Regions from separate parts of the Mus musculus genome. Here region 1 is linked to region 2. Evidence: chromatin contacts called from public HiChIP or PLAC-seq data. All regions are on one chromosome and are shown on one strand. The core of a region is the stretch at or near the end of the contact, and the rest is flanking DNA. Distances in the headings are between cores, read along the strand shown.

The links. HiChIP or PLAC-seq counts read pairs in DNA pulled down with a chosen protein or histone mark.
Region 1: an H3K27ac HiChIP or PLAC-seq map of microglia shows a contact between it and region 2, with 5 times the contacts expected there. The contact joins the promoter of Tyro3 here to the promoter of Dnajc17 in region 2. A contact is called at or near these places in 2 of 39 promoter capture datasets (both in liver) and 1 of 115 datasets of contacts at active chromatin or transcription factors (microglia).

The regions. Positions count from the first base shown.
Region 1 is chr2:119,796,648-119,802,716 of GRCm38.p6, reverse strand. Tyro3 (TYRO3 protein tyrosine kinase 3) reads right to left here and starts at 3,203. Exons shown (of 19, transcript NM_019392.2): 1 at 2,834-3,203; 2 at 986-1,169; 3 at 338-438. The coding sequence starts at 2,927.
Region 2 is chr2:119,204,774-119,210,937 of GRCm38.p6, reverse strand. It overlaps Dnajc17 (DnaJ heat shock protein family (Hsp40) member C17), which reads left to right and starts at 2,143. Exons shown (of 11, transcript NM_139139.2): 1 at 2,143-2,250. The coding sequence starts at 2,173. It overlaps Zfyve19 (zinc finger, FYVE domain containing 19), which reads right to left and starts at 2,218. Exons shown (of 11, transcript NM_028054.3): 1 at 1,755-2,218; 2 at 335-456; 3 at 107-157. The coding sequence starts at 1,808.

The DNA of each region.
Region 1 (6,069 bases), core at 1,954-4,453, 590 kb before region 2:
TCCGGACTCCAGCAGGTAGGGTCCCTGAGGTCTGGATGTGCCTGTCGACGTGGTTCTCAACCCCTTTGGCAAACTTCTATCTCCAAAAATATTTGTATTACAGCTCATAATGATAGCAAACTTACAGTTATGAAGTAGCAGCAAAAATAATTTTATGGTTGGGGGTCACCACAACACGAACTGTATTGAAGGGTTGCAGCATTAAGAAGGTTGAGAGCCACTGGCCTAGGCCACAGAAGGCAGTAGGGCAGTCCAGCTTACATTAAGTTCTCTTCTGCAGAGTTATAGGTCTTAGCTCCAAGCCCAATGGCCCATATAGCTAGTACTGCCTCCTCACCTTCGACAGTGAGCCATACTGACTGAGAAATCTTGGTTTCCTCCCCATCCTTCACCTGGCACCAGTACAGGCCAGCATCAGACCGTTCCACTGACTTTAGGCTGTGAAAACAGGATAGCAGCTTACTTTTCAGAGTCAAGAGAGCCAGATCCTAGCCAGGCGTGGTGGCGCACGCCTTTAATTCCAGCACTTGGGAGGCAGAGGCAGGTGGATTTCTGAGTTCGAGGACAGCCTGGTCTACAGAGTGAGTTCCAGGACAGCCAGGGCTATACAGAGAAACCCTGTCTCGAAAAACCAAAACCAAAGCAAACAAACAAACAAACAAACAAAACAAAAACAAAAGAGGGCCGGATCCTTTAATCCCAGCACCCTTGAGGCTGAGACAAATGGACTGTGAGTTTGAGACTAGACTTATCTACACAAAGAAAGGGTGAGCTAGAAGCCAACCAATGCTACATAGTGAAACCCTGTCTGAAAAAACAAAAACAAAAAAGAGGGGCAACTCCACTGAGCAGACTTAATGGGTTTAACATGGTCATTTTCTAGAGGGTTCCACAGTTTGCCAAATTTTAAGACCACAGACCTCTAGACATGAGCAAAGCCTCAGGCACAGGCCAGTCCTCCCGCTCCCTCCCCGCACTCCTGCACCTGAGTAAGCCAATCCAGCTGTGCTCGCTGATGGAGATGGACACCTGGCTTGCATTCTGGACCACGGTGCCATCCTTCATCCAGTGGATGTCAGGGTCCTCCATCCCCTCCACGCTGCAGTTGAGCTTCACTGGCTGCCCCTGAGACACGGTCATCTTCACTGGGGCGCCCATGAGCTTCAGGCCTGCAGGATGGGAAAGGGGATGTGTCAGTACGACTGAAATAGCCCTCATTTCTGGGAACATCCCCCCTTCATTCTCTTCTGAAAAACAGTTGTCTATGCTAGAAGATTCACTCTCAGACAGCACCAAGGAAGCAAGAGGCAGGATTCTGTTGGAAGGATGGTAGCCTGAACCCAGGCTGTGAGACTGGGTATGACAAGACTTCTAGTTTTCTGGTATCACTCAGTTCCCTTAGCACCAAAGACTTCTTCCCCATAGCTCCCTCCCTATTGCCCAATCACCAGAAGGCAAACCTAGCTGAACCTCCCTGAGCAGGCACTGTCCTGGGCATGACTGCTCTACCCAACCAGTGCAACAGGCTGCCAGCTCTCTGCCCAGGGTGTCAGTCAAGCCCACGAACTGCTGCTAGTATCCCTGACTCCACCCTGTAAAACGAAGGGAGGTTGAGAAGAGGGAAGGAGGGAATGCTCCCCTGAAGTGGAGAACATATGGCTACAAAACCACGTCAGATCAAACACATGGCAGCCTTCCTGGCAGCCGCCTGCTCTATTAATACCTGAATGTGTGCTGGGGCGGGTGCTAGGAAGACGGGAGGCAGAAGGGAGGGGTGGGGCCCTAAGCAGAAGCCCCAAGACCCCGGAGCTACTGTGGCATCAACAGGGCCCACTTATTAAAATCTTACCCTCTTCAGGCAAGGGTAGACACACACAAACACACGCCCACACACACACACCCTCCTGGCATGTATTAAACAGATGGGCAGGTGAAGAATCTGCATAAAGGAAATCCAGACCTGTTCTTTCTGCTCCTTACTGTGTAACCCTAGGTAAATTCCTGGGCTCTCTGAGCATCTGATACGCACCTCGGAGCCTGCATATACTTTCCACTCTTTAGCTTCCTTTCCTTTCAAGGCTAATGTGGCAAAGAACTCAGTTTTTAAGAAATGCTTGTTGGATGGCTGCTGCCGGGGGAGGGGGGGGGCGCCTGTCTCTCTACCCTTCCCACTCACCCTCACAGGACAAGGAGACATAGCTTCACACCCCTCTGCACCCTGATGTGTGCGTGTGAACTTGAAGGCAAAGGTGCTGCCCTCCTGCCTCGGGGAAATGCCTCTGTGGCTGTGTGGCAACGTAAAGCTAATCTTCACAAGAAGCAGTAACCTTCACCCAACCCAAGCTACTCAACATTCGGGTTTCCGGGAGCGCCAAGGGCCACAGGAACTAGAGTACGGGCAGAGGTATTTTAGAATCCAGCACCTTCACAACCCTGGGTGCTCAAACCCAGATCCTGTAGTTTCAAAGTGGGACCTCGGGGGTGTGCGGAAGGCAGAATGGGTCCTTAGGACTGGGGAAAAGGGAGCAGACTACTAGGAACATAGAGGCGGGAAAATACAGTCCTAAGCACCCCCGACTGCCCACACCCCCCACTCCCTTCCTTTGCACCCAGCCAGCCCCGGGCGCGAGAAAGTTGGGGGCGGGGGCCGCGGCCGGAGGTCTGGCAGCCAACACCCGCTGCGTCCTAGTCTCGGCCTTCCAGCCCCGGCCACCGACCCCAACCTCTGGCCGGCCCAGGCCCGGGTCTCGCCCGCTGCCGTCCCCGGGCTGCGCCCCTCAGTCGTGCGGCTCAGCAGCCCCCCGCTTCCCGCCGCCTCCCGGGCCACCCCTACCTGCGGCCGCAGACCCGGGGAGCAGCAGAGAAGCCAGTCCCGCCAGCAGCAGCGGCCGGAGCCCCGGCCACCCCATGCTCCGCCTCAGCGCCATCGGCGGCGACGCCGCACCATGCCGGGCCCGGCCCGCGAGCGCAGAGAGGAGGGTGGCGGAGGAGGGGCGGGAGGCCCGCGGGAGGGGCGGGGGGCGGCGCTCGGCCCGGGCGTCCCGGACCCGCGGCCGCCTAGAGCCGCGGCCACCGCCGTCAGCAGCGAGGAGTCCCCGGGGCTGCGGCTGGGCCACCGCGCTCCTTCCACAGCCGCCGCCGCCGCCGCCGCTGATTCATGTTCTTCTGCGAGCCGCCGCCTCCTCCCGGCCCGCCCGCCCGCCCTCCGCGGAGCTCGTGCCGCCCTCCCCCTCCCCCGCGCAGCCCCGGTGGCGAGAGCCGAGCGCTAACCTCAGCCCTTACCGCCCGACCTCCCGCCCACCTCCAGAAGGCGCAGCGGGACCCGCGCCCTGGCCACTCCGCTGCCGCTGCGGAGGACCTGCCTCGCTCCCTGGACAGGCACCCGGCCACGCCCCTCCTTCCCCAAATACTTTCCAGTCTCCAGCGGGGCACCCCATCCTCTCCTCAGAACCCCTCTTGGAAGCTCCTGCCACACCCCAACACTGTTCTAAATCCTGACCTCAGACTCCGACACAGCCCTCTCAGAACACAAAGCACCTACTAGACACAGCAACCCTCAGGTGTCCCCAAGACGGCTGGAACAGCTCCCCGAGAAACTACTAGCATCCCTGTACCTCTTTGCTTGAGCTTTTCACCCAGTTTTTTTTTTCTTTTTCGATCTTTGTAGCCTACCTTTAATCGCCAAGTATTCTCCTATCGAAAGACCATTCTCCCCAGCCCATCTTCCCAGAGTGTTTTCCAGTTTGTCGTCCATCTAGAGTTTTCCAAGATCTGTTTCGTAATTCTTAGGTGTCCATCCCCACTGCTAGCCTACGAAGGCCAAAGCAAAATCACCGTGATTTTCGAGGGTATCATTCTTCTTTCTTGCTTCCTCTTTCCACCCCTCCACTTCTGGGACATAGTGTGAACATTGGCATTGTCTTCATACTAGCTAGTGAAACATCTGCTATTATTAGTAGACCACCTTGCGCACAGTAGGCACTCCATAAATAAATAGGCAGATCCTTGTTAAAAGAATGAATAATTGCCTGCTCCACAACCAGTAATCACTGGAGGTGGCCTGCCCACAGACATCCTGTCAGGAAGATGCAGAGCTGGTTCCAAATCGCACCTGCCAAGTCCTCCTCTTGTCCTCACCTCTTCTTGGCCCCTGGAGGACAACCCACAACAGGCGCTTTCCAGGGGTCCTGGATGGGGAGAAAGAACTAGCCAGTGAGACGTCCCATACTCACTGGATCTTTCCAGGGATTCTCCTGAGCAGCAGGAGCCTCCCTCTTCCTCCACTTGGCCCACCAGTGCTTGTTTATTAATTATCTTAATGATAACAGCAGTGCTGGCGGCAGCCGCAGACCCAGCTGGGGGCGCCCCCAGGCGGCAGGATAGGAAGACTCTTGGCAAGTCTGGTCAACAGTTGGATCGGAGGGGCCTGACTTCCTGCTGAGCGCTCTGCCAATTTTCTTGGGAACTCTAGGATGGCTCCAGGACGCTTTCCTGAAGGGGGAAAAAAGAAAAGAAAAGCACACAAGCTTGCTCTTTTCCAGAGCTTTGGAATTTTGAGTGTCAGACAGTCTGGAACGGAAGCCAGAACTGTTCTACGCTGTCTCCAGTAAAGGGGACCCTTCTCTTTATTTCAATTAACCTGGCACAGAGTATTCCCGGAAGATGTTCAATCTAGAGACCAAACACAGCTTCTACTTCCTGTTCTTCACTCCTGAGCTGATATGGAATTCTAGCCCAAGGGTTTATACTTTGTTATCAGTTAAACTGGCTCCTTAGGCAAGTCATGGAGGTGGCTTTCCGCATTCTAACTAAGCCTGAGACACATCACCATCCTGCTAGAAAATATGTCTGCTTTCCCTGAAGGGAAATCCCACCTCACTTTCCCCGAAGGACATCCTGGTTCCATGTTATCTTCCTAATTTCATTTCAGTATCCGCCCTGGCTCTCAGTATTTCTACTTACAGGGCCAAAGTGGCAGGCAGAAACCTGTGGGGTGCTGATCTGCCTTGCCTTTTTATCTGCTATACAGGAGTGGTTCGTTTCTTAGTTCTTAAACCCACTCAGCGCCTCTCTCTCTCTCTCTCTCTCTCTCTCTCTCTCTCTCTCTCTCTCTCTCTCCTCTCTCCTCTCTCCTCTCTCGGCATAGCATAGGAATGTGCTTCTAGGGTATGTGAGCAGGTGTGATTTTTGTGGAAGAGATGTGTAGGTGGGTGAGAGGGTGTGCATTGTGATGTATGAGGGAGGGTGTGCATTTGTGCAAATTCTAAATGTGACTGACGCTCTGTGGGTGGATGGGAAGAAAGTGTGTTCTTGTGTGTATGTCTGTGTGTGTGTGTGACTGGAGGAGGATGGCTGCCTGTGCAAATGCATGCCTGCAAAAGTTCCCTTCCTTCTGTAAATGCATTGCTTGGAGGGAAGGTAATCAGATCAGCAGGAAATGTTAGCTGACCTAACAGAGAAGCAGCTGTCCCTGGAGTTCCTGTCCTCCAGACGGAACCAGAGCCAGCTCTATCTATCTCAGGGGAGGAACATGCTATTGTATGGCTAAAGACATGCTGTGAAAGGAGGGGCTAGTGGCAGACTCATATTGTGGACAGGTCAAAGTTAGACCATAGCATCTCCTTACTCTGTTAAATGGTAAAAATTGGGACTAGAGAAATGGCTCAATGGTTAGGTGCACTGTTGCTCTTGCAGTAGACTCCCTCCTTTGATTTCCAGATCCCACGTGATAGTTCACAACAATCTATAACTCTAGTTTCAGGGGATCTAACATCCACATCTGACCTCGTCAGGCACCAGGCACACACATGACATGACACACATATGTGCAGACAACACCCTTACACACATGACTGCTCACAGAAGCAGGACACCTGATGCCATTTCCAGCATCCCAAGAAACAGCTATTTCAGCTTCTTTAGATTTGAGGCCGCTCTCCCCACAAGGAAGAGGAAGCAAGGTGAGCTATGGGGCACGACACCCTGACCCAAGTACCCGTTCTTCCCCAAACCACTGGCTCATGAGGGTTGGCAGGTCCCACTCAAGGGGTGAGGAAGATCATAGACTAT
Region 2 (6,164 bases), core at 894-3,393:
CATTCTCTCTGCCCTGCACCCATTTGCTCTGGAGACTGGAAGGAGAGATGTGGTAGTGGTGTCCTTGTTTCTTCCCAGCCCCACTTGTCTTCTTCTCAGCACTTACTTCTTATAGTTCTGAGGTGGTGACCACTTGGAAGCATTGTCAGAAGACCCTCTGGAGAAAGGACATCAGAGGACAATGGTGTCAGAAGTCCTGCCCTCCTTCCCATTGGTAATTTCTACCCCAAATACTTCCCAGGCAGACCTCTGGCCAGGGCGCACAAGGCCACAAGGCCTGACCAGATGCTTATTGTCATGTCTGTCTGAACCCTTGTCAGAGCCCATCTCTCACCTGGTCAGGATTGTGTGGCACTGCTTGCAGACTTTCTGTTGTGTGTTGCCAGCCCGGGGTACCAGAGCGCTGAAGCTAAGACAGCCGTTACAGAAGGCTCGGCCACAATTCTTACAGCCATACTATAAGAAACAGGAAGCAGGAGGAAGCATGTCTCACCCAGCCCCGATGGCTCTTCTCTGAGACCCTCTAAGCACTCACAGAAAGAAGGAAGTGAAGTTGTGACCAGATTTTGAAGGAAGGAGGAAGAGTGGTATCCCTAGGGTTCTGGCCGAGATGGGTTCAGCAATTCCTTGTTTCCGGAGTCTTATTCAAATTAGATAAAACTTCAGGCAAAATTCACATGCTTTCTACCATTTTCAATTTCTTACCATGGGGGTGTAGTGCAAAGACAAACAAGGCCCAGTGTGTCAGGTCCCTGGCTTGTCAACAAAAAGAATCAGAGTTGGGTGCAGATCCCGTGCTTTCTCTGTTCTGGTAGAGATGGTGGGAGGTTCGCCTCAGGATAGGGTTGTAACAATAGCTTCAATTATTAAGTACTTAGTGTGTGCCAGGCACTAAGCCTGCACCTTAAAATTCATCATTTGTTATAACCATCATCACTTACATACGTCATCATATTTGATCCTGATGCCCACCAGTATTATCTCTATTTTAACAGGGGCCAGTGAAATTACATGACCGTTCAATTAGATCATTCTTTGAATAAGACAGGGCAGCTGAAATTTGAACTCTGACACCAAAATTGATATGTAAGTGCTCCAATCCTATACACCATGAATTCGTCCCATTTACTTCCCTTGCAGCTCACAAGGGGAATGTGGTTGAGAAGAAGGCTTTTTCATTGTGCCCTGGGGAGAAAAGGGCAAGCTGTGGACGGGGCAGGTTTCAGAACAGAGAGCAACCGGCATGCATGGGATGACTTTAAAGACAGAGATGGAGAGAAGGGGAGTGGATAGAATGTAGGTGGAGATTTAAAAAAAAAGTGTAGCTTTTGGAAACTTTACAATTTCTAGGGTCTTTTCAGCTACAGCACCTCACCGAAGCTACTTTACATTTTCTTAATTTACATTATTTCTTTGTGAGTGTATGCGTGCAGACATATGCATATCATGGCATGTGTGTGGAGATCAGAGAATAACTTTCAGGAGTTCTCTCCTTCCACCATGTGGGTCCTGGGGTTCGAACTAAGGTCATCGGGATTTGCAGGAAGTGCTTTTACCTCACTGAACCTCATCAGACCATCATCTTAACCCGGAAACGGGTGGGCATCCGACCCACTTTACAGAGAGGTTAACCGGGTTACTTCATCAAAACCACACAACTGAAAAGAAGCCGTCAAACGGTCTTTAGCCTGCAACTCCCTTCCCTTCGCCCCGCGTCCTCCCTTGGCCCTTCGGCTTTCTGGGAGTACACTCGCCTCCTTCTTGAAGAGGGTGAACTTGACAGCACAGCCGTAGCACCTGCTCTCCATAGCAGTTCTCGGCGCTGCAGAATTGGTAGGTTAGCCTCTCACCAGCGCAGGGTAGGCCTCTCAGACCCTCAGGTTGTGCAGCCCAGTCCCACACGCCCATCGGCGCTGTCCAGGGGCGGCCCAGCGCGGAGAATTCTGACTTTGCACTCACCAAGGCGGGGCGGCAGCGGAGTGGGGCATGCTGGGAGTCGTAGTTCATTCTCCGCAGCGCGCTCCTCCACAGCCAGTCAGACGAGAATCGGAAGGCATCATCCCAGGAGGCTTAGCGCGCTTTTGGGCCGGCTCGGAGCGAGTAAGCCCCGCGCCCACGCACACGCTCAGACTCCTGGGAGTTGTAGTATCAATTCAAGTTTGGACTAGAACCATGGCGGTGACCAAAGAGCTCTTACAAATGGATCTGTACGCGCTGCTCGGCATTGAGGAGAAGGCGGCAGACAAAGAGGTGAGAACTTGATAGGCAAAGCAGTTCTTCGGTCCTCGCGTCAGGGCGCGCGCCTGGCTCCGGCTTTCTATGCTCCGCCCTATCCTGGACCCGGAGCGAGGGACGGCCAATGACTAAAAAGGGGGCCTCCGGGCACTTCCTGAAAGGCTTGAGGACTGGGTTAGGGAGGGAGGCATTGAGAACTCTGAACTGTGTGACCGTGCTGTCCCTTCTGCCACACTGTTTGGAGGCCGGTTGAACCTGAGAGCCCAGGCCTGCTTTTTTGCGCCTGCGCAGCATCAGTTTGTACGCTGAACGTTTTACCTGTCTGTCTGGAGGTGTTTGGTTTTAGTCTGTTTTAACTTCAGGGGGATCCTAGGAAGAAAAGTCTCTAGGCTCTAACTCCTCCCCTCAGCCCCTCTTCTTTTTCTGGATTTGACGTTGAGGCCTAGAACCTAGAGGCCTCAGTTTTCTTTTCCTCTTTTTAAGTATCAGATGTTCCAATGTTGTCAGTGCGTGCTGCTTAGCGGGTTAAACAAGAGGATCAGAAGGTTAAAGCAGGTGGTGTGGGGGTCCACTTATCTCAAGTGCTGTACTTAAGGTTTCTGTTATTTACTCTTAGATTGTGGTGGCAATAGTGACAGTACACGCAGGGGAGTTCATTGGATAAAAAGTAATGCCCACCGGGCTGGGCATAGTGATCCAAGCCTGTAATGCACTTGGGCGCTGGAGGGAGGAGAATCAGGAATTTAAGGTCAACTTCAGTTTCTTGTGGAGTTTAAGGTCAGCTGTCTTAACGTGTTTAAGGTGGGGGGGGGGAAGAGATCCTTTTTATTTATTTATTTTTTCGAGACAGGGTTTCTCTGTATAGCCCTGGCAGTCCTGGAACTCACTTTATAGACCAGGCTGGCCTCGAACTCAGAAATCCGCCTGCCTCTGCCTCCCCAGTACTGGGATTAAAGGCATGCACCACCACCGCCCAGCAAGAGATCTTATCAATGCTCTTATACTTCTGGACTGCTTGTCCAATGCTTGAGTGTCAGAAAGAGTGCTCTGGGGCAGAAAATCAGGGTGATTGGATTCTTCAGTAAAGTTGTGGTCATCCTGCTCAGAAAGCTTCCTGAAGATTTGGCTGAAGTCAAAAATGGATGTAGAAATAAATACTCGTAAAGCACAGGCTTTCTCTTTGCAGCCCTGGCTGTCCTGGAACTCACTCTGTAGACCAGGCTGACCTGGAACTCAGAAATCCACCTGCCTCTGCCTCCCAAGTGCTGGGATTAAAGGTGTGCGCCACCAATGCCCGGCTCTCTCTCTCGCTCTCTCTCTCTCTCTCTCTCTCTCTCTCTCTCTCTCTCTCTCTCTCTCTCTCTCTCTCTCTCTCTCTCTCTCGAAGAAAAGTTGATGTAGCCCTGGCTGTCTTGGAACTTTCTATGTAGATCAGGCTAGTTTTTCCGAACTCACAGCGATAAATCTGCCTCCCAAATGTTAGGATGCCCCGTGCCCTGCTTTTGGGATCCAGGCTTTTTACCTGAATGCTTAGGATCCAAATTCAAATCCTCTGCTTACAGAACAGGCACATTACAGACTGGGCCAGCTCTCCAACCCCAAATCATAATCCTCACCACCACCACCTGCTGCTTCTTCCTCCTTCTCCTCCTCTTCTTCCTCCACCACCTCCTCCTCTTTCTATTATTGTGTGTGTGTGTGTCTCAGACAAAAAAACAGCACAGAGACCCTACTTAAAAAATATAAACGGGGTTGGGGATTTAGTTCAGTGGTAGAGCGCTTGCCTAGCAAGCCCAAGGCCCTGGGTTCGGTCCTCAGCTCCGGGAAAAAAAAAAAAATATATATATATATATATATATAAACAACGAGGGGGATGGGGTGGTTGGAGAGATGTCTTTGCAGTTAAAAAGGCTCACAATACTTAGCATACTCTTCCAGAGGATATGAGTTTGGGGCATCTGTAGTCAATAGCCTCTGCAGACATCTGCACTCATGTGCATACATACTCCCACATACACTTAGACATATATTTTATTTTATTTTATTTTATTTTTTTTTTTTTAAGATTTATTTATTGATTATATGTAAGTACACTGTAGCTGTCTTCAGACACTCCAGAAGAGGGAGTCAGATCTCATTACGGATGGTTGTGAGCCACCATGTGGTTGCTGGGATTTGAACTCTGGACCTTCGGAAGAGCAGTCGGGTGCTCTTACCCACTGAGCCATCTCACCAGCCCTAGACATATATTTTAAAAAGAACCCAACTCAGTTTAGTTGGCCCCCTCAGTGAAGTTTTGTCTGTTACTCCTCAACCCCTATGCGGGATATGAACTTAGGACTTTGCTAGGCAGATGTCCTATTGAGCTCCAACCTAGTCTTTTTGCCTGTCACTCTCTTTCATAGCAGCTGACTCCCTCCTTTACAGCACTTTACACCAGTCTGCAGTTAGTTCTATTGTTATAGTCTTTGTTGTTGTTGTTGTTGTTGTTGTTGTTGTTTTTGAGACAGGGTTTCTCTGTATAGCCCTGGCTGCCCTGGAACTCACTCTGTAGATCAGGCTGGCCTCGGACTCAGAAATCCACTTGCCTCCCCAGTGCTGGGATTAAAGGCATGTGCCACCATGCCGCCGCGCTGGTTAGTTCTATTGTTATTTGCCTAATTCCTCAATACTTTCTGTGCTTCTACCTCTTGAGAAGCAGATCTGGGGGCTGGTGAGATGGCTCAGGGGTTAAGAGCCCTGACTGCTCTTCCAAAGGTCCTGAATTCAATTCTCAGCAACCACATGGTGGCTCACAACCATCTGTAATGGGATCTGATGCCCTCTTCTGGTGTGTCTGAAGACAGCAACAGTGTACTCACATAAATTAAACAAATAAATCTTAAAAACAAACAAATTATTTTATATTTTAAATTTTTATTTTCGCTTTAGTTTTATTGTTTTTAATTAGGCACGTGTGACTGCGTATGTACACATGAATGCAGGTGCCCTCATTGCCCAGAGGAGTGGATTCCCTGGAACTAGAGTTACAGATAGTTTTGAACCACTATGTGGGTCCTGGGAATTGAATCCAGGTCCTCTACAAGAGCAGCAAGGTTTCTTAACTGCTAAGCCATCTGTCTAGTCCCTATTATATTATTTTAAAGTGTGTGTGTGTGTATGTGTGTGTGTGTGTGTGTGTGTGCGCGTGCGCGCGCGCGTGTGCATGTAAGTGAGATCTGGAATTACAGTCATGAGCTACCTGATATGGACGCTGGAAGAGCCATTATATCCTCTTCATTTTTTTCAGCCCTCTGTGACTACTTGTTTAATGGCTATGCACTCAGAATGGTTTTTGCATGTAAAAAGTTGTAACAAACAAGCAAGCAAAACAAAATAAAAAAACAAAAAGCCACAAAACAACTCCATTTAAAATTTCGGTCAAAGTGTGGTGGGGGAGCTGATTCAGTGGTTAGGGTAAAGCGGACCTGAGCTTCATTCTCCTCACCCAAGTTGAGTGGCTGACAATCACAAGGAACGCTAGCTCCAGGGGTGGAGGTGGGGGATGTGCGGCTGGCTTCCTTGGGTAGAAGCTCTGTGTGGATAGCCACACTCAGATTCACACAGGCTTGATTGGTAAAGTGCTTACCACATAAGCATGAGGACATAAATAAAACCTAAGTGTGCCAGTGCACACCTGTGATCCTGGTGCTGGGAGGGGCGGAGACAGGAGGCTCCCGGAGCAGTGCTGGCCAGCCAGTCTAGCCAACTCAGTGAGCTTCAGGACTAGTGAGCCCTTGTCTCAAAAAATAGCTGGGCTGAGTGTGGTAGGGTAAGTCTTTAATCCTAGCTCTTAGGAACCTCAGGCAGGTGGATCTCTGTGAGTTCAAGCCCAGTTTATGATCCACATGTCTCAAAAACAAATAAATTAGGATTAGATACTACTTACT